Regions from separate parts of the Mus musculus genome. Here region 1 is linked to region 2. A link is a contact called in public HiChIP or PLAC-seq data. All regions are on one chromosome and are shown on one strand. Each heading gives the region's core, a stretch centred on a gene start, on an enhancer-like site or on the middle of the called end of the contact. The rest is flanking DNA. Distances are from core to core; before and after follow the strand shown. Region 1 overlaps Arhgap35 (Rho GTPase activating protein 35). Region 2 overlaps Sae1 (SUMO1 activating enzyme subunit 1).

Region 1 (3,879 bases), core at 626-3,125, 170 kb before region 2:
GGTCTAGTGGGAGGAATCCCTGAAGACCTGCATCCCCTAAGTGAGGACCCTACAGGGTACCTTGTGCTCTGCCCCCAGACCCATAGCCTTAGCAGTGGGCCAACTACAATCCTCATCTCCTAAAGTCATCTACAGATGGCAGGTGGAAGAAAGTGGTTCTCCATTCCACATCCACTGCCAGTGTGCATGGGGAGGGCAGGGGATGGACTGGGTCACTCTAGGACTGCAGCAGCCAGGGACACTGTAGAGAGGCTAAGGCTAGAGGCACTATTACCCAACCATGAAGCCACCCAAGTAGTGGAGCCAGGACATAAGTTATTGTTCACATTAAAGAATCATGTTCCCTGTGTACATTTTAAGCAAAGGAAAAGTCTTGGGATTGTATGGGAATAAAACTTGTTTGAAAATTTGGAATAGTGCTGCTGTCAGCTTATTTTTCTGGTACTTGTATTTTCTATGTTAAATGATCTTTATATGTGTTGGATTAACAAATATTTTGAGTTTCCTGAAAACAAACAGAAACATTAATGGTATTGAAGTGTGTTAGTAGTCTGGCCGTGTGCCCAAACTTATGTTTCGCAGCAAAAGTGGAAACCTGTCTGTAAAGCAAGTGTAACGATGATTTCCTGTATCATGGGGGCTCAAACCAGGACCTCTCTAGTTGCTGTTAGGAATGTCTGCTTCATTTCCAAGCTTTTTTTTTTTTTTTTTTTTTTTTTTAAATACGTCATGGGTTTCTGAGGCTCCAGCCTGTTTAGTGCATGGGCAGCCATCCTGGCAGCCAAGACATCTCTGACAGAAGTGTTTTTGTTTGGTTTTGTTTTTTAAGATTATGTATTTGCTACAAAGTATTGTACTTGTCTCAATGGGAATGGTGTTAAAAAAGAAAAAAAGACAGAAAAGGCCTTATGTGATATGTATCATAGTTAATAAATCAATCTTGTAAAAAAAAAAACCATAAATAAAAACAGGCCTGAGAGAAATGAAGGGCCGCAGTCTCCACAGCAGCCTGGGGCCAAGTGGGGACAGTCCTACCCCTCATCCTCTGCAGCCGTGTTGAGAGGACAGAAGTCGGAGAACTGCAGATGGCCAGAAGCTTTGGAAAGTTGTAAGAAGTGAGAAGGCTAGCCACCTAAAGAAGCCACAGCAAAAACATTTCCACCACCCCTGAAAATACTGAAAGAGTAACTGTGGTGCACACATGTAGTCCTAGGACCAGGTGTGCTGAGACAGCTGGTTTTAAACATCTGTGTAAGGAAGTTTGAGTGGTTGTGAGTGTGGGCACATGGCTATCACGAAGGCCCATCAAAGAACACCTTGGTGAAGTAGGATCATCCCATCATCTGGATCCCAGATGGTGGCAAGTGCTCTTTCCTCTGCCTCCATTCCAGTGCTCTAGAATACTGTAACTCAGGCCTGCTGAGATTCTGATGGATCCCCACATGCACGCTTAACCTGACCTCCCTTGACCCTTCCTTCCCTATGGCAGGGGCCTAGAAGTTCCTCATACAGGATGTCTATCACAGCACCACCATGGATGGGGAAAAAACTCCAGGCAGCCTCAAACTTCAAGCCTACCTACCTACCTCCTCCTCCTCCACCTCCTCCTGAGTTTTGTTTTGTTTTGTTTTGCTTCAGGTTTCTCCATGTAACCCTGGCTGGCCTCCTATGTGTGAGTTAGAGGCAGTTGTGAGCCGCCCAATAAACCGAACTTGGGTCCTCTGCAAAAGCAGCAAGCTCTCAATCTCTGAGCCATCTCTCCATCCCCTATTCAGTTTTTTGTGGTTTTTTGTTTGTTTTTTGAAACATAGTTTTATATGAATGTGTTTTTGTGGGTAAATGCAGTGCCTGTGGAGGCCAGCAGAGGGCATAGGATCTCCTGGAACAGGGGTTACTAGTTGTGAGCTGGGAAGAGAATTCTGGTCCTCTATATAAACAGCATGCACCTTTAGCCACTAAGCCAACTCCACCCCAAGATGGTACTAATGTATAGCCCAGAGTGTTCCTATACTTGGTACAATCCTGAATCAGCTTCCTGAGTGCTGAGATTACAGGTGTAAGCTACCACTCACATGAGTCTAGAGTTCTAGTGGGCACATCTGTGACTCTCCTATGCCCAGCCAGAATGTCGTCACCTGATTCTAGGCTGGTGCAGTGGCACGTTGGGTAAAAGTACTTGCCACCAATTCCTGAGGACTTGATCCCTGGGACCTCCACAGTTGTCCTTTTGTTTTTATTGTTTAGTCTGGAGGAGCCCTCAATATGTAGCTGAGGCTAGCCTTGAACTGATTCTCCTGCCTCCAACTTCCCAGGTAATAGGGTTGCAGATAGGCTACTCCCCACCCCATGACTAGGAAGCTCTGAAGTGTACTTAACTTGGCATTAGATTGTCTCCACTCATTTAATTCAGAATCCCAGAGCATGTGCTCTGTGCCGGGCTCCAGGAAGCACAGCCACAGGCACAGCTCTGCCTGCCCAGAGCCCACTTCTCAGTGGAATTATCAGATGCTGTCACAGCTGTGTGACCAGTGGGTCGCTCTTTAAGCTCTCCCTGAGGAAGTGACTCAGTTAACAGCATATACTGCTCTTGCAGGGATCTGAATTCCGTTACCAGCACCTACACAGGCTAACTACTGATTGCAACGCTTCTGTCCTCCATCAATCCCTGTACTTATATGTACATGCACCTAATAGTAAATCCATGAAAGGCAGCCAAACCTGGTGTTACAGGCCAATCATAGTAGCTACTCAGGCTAAGGCAGGAGAATTTCCCTTTTCAGGCCTGCTTGAGCCACCAAGGAATTAAAGGTTTAGCAAGATTATCTCACAAAACGTAAAGGGAGGTGGGTGTGGATCAGTGGTAGAGTTTGCCTAGCATGCACAGGCAGAAGGCTATGTGTTCGGTCCTCAGGGCAAAAAGGGACAAAATATTAAGCCAAGTGTGCCTATAGTCTATAGGCATGCCTATAGTCCCCACAATCAAAACCTGAGGTGGGTGGGGTGCAGGACAGAGAGATGGCTCAGCAGTTAAGAACACTGGTCTTCCAGAGGATCTGGGCCCAATTCCCAGCACCCACACATATGGCAGCTCAAAATCGTAACTCCAAGATCTGACACCCTCACACAGAAGGCAGGCAAAACACCAATGCATGTAAAATGAGCACACGTTTTTAAAAAGCTGAGGCAGGTGGATTATGAGTTTAAGGTACACTTTGAGACCTCATCTCAAAATCACTAAAAAACATCAATAATGAGAGAGACAGTCCAAGCCAGAAAAGATTTGAGTGAATCCTAGCCTGGGCGCTGAGTCAGTTGGATTAGCACACTGCGAGAATGTGAACATGAGAAGGAGAGGTGGGGGTTGGCACATCTTAGAACTCCAGACAACAGAGTCAGTTGAATGTTGAGTGCACCTGTGAGAACCAAAGCTGGACATGCCAGAATTGGCATCAAAACAACACCTGCAGAGAGAATGCACTGCCTTGTTCCATGTGGCCACCAGGGGTCAGCAGAACACCATCCTGCCCTGCTGCATACAAAAGTTGAGATTGGGAAGAAAGCACCCTAGGGCTGGGGAGTGTGGGGGAGCGGCTAGGGAGAGACTTGTTCTGAAAACTGGGCCCTAGAATCAAAGTGTCTCACATGGCATACTACATCATTCTCAGTTGGTTAATTCATCCACCAACCTCATCTACCAAGTCCATTCATTTATTCTGCCACTGTTACAGAGGTGAGGGAACAAGCCCCACTGAGCTTTATAAACTAAGAACTTAATTCAGGCCAGGTGCAGTGCGGGGTGCCAGACATCTGTAATCTTGACACTGGGGAGCCTAAGTTGTTAAGACTGGCTTAAGTTACACAAGACCTTGTCTCAAGAGG
Region 2 (3,530 bases), core at 543-3,042:
GTTTGTTTGTTATAAATGGTGTTTTTCTAGACATAGTTTTTCTCTAGGCTAAGCTGGCCTGGAACTCAACATCGATCCACCTGCCTCTGCCTCCCAAGTCCTAGGATTAGAGCTATGTCGCCACCTCCCATCCTAAGCAGAAGCTTTTACCCAGAGGGCTCTTGGCCCTTCCTTTGTCATTTTCATTGTAGTTTTTCCCTGGCCCACGTTAGAAGGCCCGTCAATGTGGTGGTCTTCTGTCTCTACTCTGAAGCTGAGCCCTCTTCTCCTCTCTCCAGGCCCTGTCTCAAAGGGACCCTCCTCACAACAACTTCTTCTTCTTCGACGGCATGAAGGGGAGTGGAATTGTGGAGTGCCTTGGTCCCCAGTGAGCTGAGGTGTGTACAAGGCCACCGAGTCACCTGCCCTCTCTCCGGATCATTTTTCTAGAGCAAGCAGGCCAGACTTCATCCTGCCTTTGTCTTCGAAGCTATCAGGGAACTGCGGGGTCCCAAATATGATAATCACGTGGCACCTCTGGCATTGCTCCCTTGGGCTGTCACTGGGGACTGGCAGTGCCTAGTGAGAGAGAGCATCATACTTCATGATGTCAGAGTGTCTTGTCACGGTTTGGACTTAACTTCCCTCTATAGTCAGCAGAGGGGATCCGAGGCCCAGTGCTGCCTGGAGAACTGAGAATAGACCTCTGTTGTTGACCCTTCCTCAGGCTGGAGCCTGGGTGTTGGAAGGGAGAGACTGTCACCCAGTTGTCATGTCTTTTGGTTGTGAGCCTATGCACCTTACCTTTAATGGTTGAACCATCTTTTCAGCCCAAACAGTTTATTTCTAAAAAGTAGATTTAATGCTAGGGGCCATTATGCAGGCTTGTAATCCTAGATGTTGGGATGCCGGGGCAGGATTTACTGTAAATTTCAGGGCCAAGTTGGTCTACATAATGTACCAAGAACCTTTCTCAAAATATAATAAAGGGCATATTCCAGAGTTAGGGTGGGGCACTGTTACCCAGCTCCTTATACTGGGCACCCGGGCCCCTGACAGGAGTGGGTTGGGGGGCAGTTGGTTTGGTCTTCCTTCTAGGAGTATGAGGGCAGCCTGTCTAGTTTGTAGATCCCCTTGGTTGCTGGATAAAGGATGATAATAAAGTGTCTTTCTCTTAAACTTGCTTGTCTCCTCTGTTTTAGAAACATGGGTGGGTAGCTGGTGTCCTATTTTCCTTAAACCTGAAAAGTCTCACACCCTCTTATGCTTAAAAGATTCCTACTGTCTCCAGCCCAGCCTCCTTGCTTCCTTTGTCCTTTTGATAATACAGCAGTTGCACTGCAGACAGGACACATGGATGCTTAGGCTCCTGCCTGTGTGCTGAGGGTCTCAGTACTAACAGGCTGAAGTCACGTGGGTGAGCTAGAGCGCCCAGCTTAACCATGGTGGGTGGCACACTCCTGTCCTGTCTGCACCTAGGAGGCTGAGACAGGAAGGTCACAAGTTGAAAGCCAGCCCCTTCTGTGCAGCAAGTTGGTGAGGTGGAAAGCAGAATCCTATGGCTATAAGATAGGGCTTCCCCTGCAATACCATCAGCTCCAGTTATTAGTCCCCCTGTGCTCTAGTTGGTGCAAGACACAGTTCTCACCCGTGTGTCCCCGTATCCATCCCAGGTGCAGTGGAACCCTTTCTGGGCGTCATTAACACAGCTGTAGCACTGGGATCAGCAGCCCTGTGGATCTCTCGGGTATGAAAGGCCAAAGAAATCACCTTTCTGGTTGCAGTGTGAAGTCTTGGTCACAAGGGGGAGCAGACACTCCTAACCTACGTAAAACAAGCTTTCCATCTGGTGCCTCTAGGTCACAGGCTGAGTCACCCAGAGGGCCTCTGAGGAATCTGGCCGCTGCCAGTCCAGATTACAAGTACCCTACAGATAGGAAGATCCCTACGTGTCTGGGAAAGCCAGTAAAGTAATGGCTTCTAGAACCTCTGCAAGGTATGCAGCTCTGTGGGGACAGAACTTATCCTCAGAGGCATAGGAGTCAAGAGAGCAGGGCATGGGGGTGGGCTGCCCAGAGGCACAGTACCTCCAGTCCACCCTTCTCAAAGCGTGCTGGAGAGTGGGCTGCACAAAAGACAAACACAGCTGGGCAGGCTATCCCCTGCCTGTCCTCCCAGCATGCAGGAAGGGGAGGCAGGACAGGAAATCCAGGACAGCTAGGACTACATAGACCTTGTCTCAAACCAACATTCATAAAGCAGTAACTCACTTCTGTGCTCAGTCTTACCTACTTTTTAAAAAAAGTTGAATGCCAGCCGGGCGTAGTGGCGCACGCCTTTAATCCCAGCACTCAGGAGGCAGAGGCAGGTGGATTTCTGAGTTCGAGGCCAGCCTGGTCTACAAAGTGAGTTCCAGGACAGCCAGGGCTACACAGAGAAACCCTGTGTCGAAAAACCAAAAAAAAAAAAAAAAAAAAAATTGAATGCATTTCTTCAAGTATGGGTGTTAAGTGTGTAAGTTCACACACTGCACTTCTCATGCTGAGGTCAGAGAGCAGACTTAGGGTTTAGGGTGCTGCTGACAAGGTGATCCACACCTTAAATCCGACCACTCTGGAGGCAGAAGCAGGTGGACGTCTGCGTTTGAGGTCAACCTAGTCTACATTGTGAGAGTTCAGGGACGGCCAGGGCTACACGGTCAGACCCTGTATCAAAAACAAGCAAAACCAGTAACATAATGCTTCTGCAGTTGCTCTGGGGATACTTATGTTAGACTTTCATAGTTATGACCGGTTATTATTTTCATTTGAAAATTAAACATAAGAAGATAAGATTATGTGTCTAGTCTTGACTCTCAACTTGACTACATCTGGAATTAACTGAAACCCAATCACCTGGGTTACACCTGTGAGGGTTCTTAACACATTTGACATGGGAAGACCCACCCGCCTTCATCTGGGCCATACCTAGTAGCAAGGATGGGTGGAAATTCTTCCACGTTGGGTGTTCTGGGAGTCAAGTCAGATGGAGAGTGCTTGGCCTAAACAGTCTACTGTCTCGGTCATTCCACAGCTCTCTCTGCTATCTTCAAAGGCTTCTCTGCTGACGCTCAGTGTGCTAGCAGTGTATGCCTATATTCCCAACTGTTGTTGGGCCAGGAGGATCTCAAGTTCAAAATCAGCATGAGCTAAACAGTGAGAACTCATCTCAAAGAATAAACAAGGGAAAAAAACCCTCAGCGCATCAGGCAGCCTGGCAGCCTGTTAGACTCATAATCCTAGCAGCTGCCCTCATGGCTGAACTCAGGATTTTGGAGAGAAACGTGAGATGCTTTTTGGATGTGTTGGCTGTATCCACTTTCCCCCGCCCCGAGGTCACCCTCATAAGTCTTGAGAGGGAAGCTTTCCAGATGGCCAAGTTCCACCCAGACTCAGCTATGTAGATGTATGTCCACCATGGACAAGTGAGGTTTTTTTAAACCTCCTTTACACAGCTTGTGTTTAAGAATAATATGTTGAAAAGTCAGTCGGTGTTGGCGCACTCAGGAGGCA

Evidence for each region. HiChIP or PLAC-seq counts read pairs in DNA pulled down with a chosen protein or histone mark.
Region 1: a contact with region 2 is called in a CTCF HiChIP or PLAC-seq map of CD8 T cells, with 5 read pairs. The contact joins two enhancer-like sites. A contact is called at or near these places in 2 of 39 promoter capture datasets (maxillary cranial neural crest and pre-B cells), 2 of 15 datasets of contacts at CTCF or cohesin (CD8 T cells and embryonic stem cells), 1 of 484 Hi-C or Micro-C datasets (LSK cells), 6 of 115 datasets of contacts at active chromatin or transcription factors (embryonic stem cells, microglia and stem cell-derived neural progenitor cells) and 1 of 9 other capture datasets (adipose tissue).

What each region holds. Positions count from the first base shown.
Region 1 is chr7:16,491,572-16,495,450 of GRCm38.p6, reverse strand. Arhgap35 (Rho GTPase activating protein 35) reads left to right here. Exons shown (of 7, transcript NM_172739.4): 7 at 1-978. Among named protein-coding and RNA genes, the nearest start is that of Npas1, 17 kb to the right of the region's middle. Within about 2 kb of position 1,875, at least 10 of the 459 cell types and tissues checked have an H3K27ac peak or open chromatin away from gene starts, as enhancers often do. A contact at or near this core is called in CD8 T cells, where this site is marked.
Region 2 is chr7:16,324,678-16,328,207 of GRCm38.p6, reverse strand. Sae1 (SUMO1 activating enzyme subunit 1) reads left to right here. Exons shown (of 9, transcript NM_019748.3): 9 at 279-1,158. The coding sequence ends at 371. Among named protein-coding and RNA genes, the nearest start is that of Bbc3, 17 kb to the right of the region's middle. Within about 2 kb of position 1,792, at least 168 of the 459 cell types and tissues checked have an H3K27ac peak or open chromatin away from gene starts, as enhancers often do. A contact at or near this core is called in CD8 T cells, where this site is marked.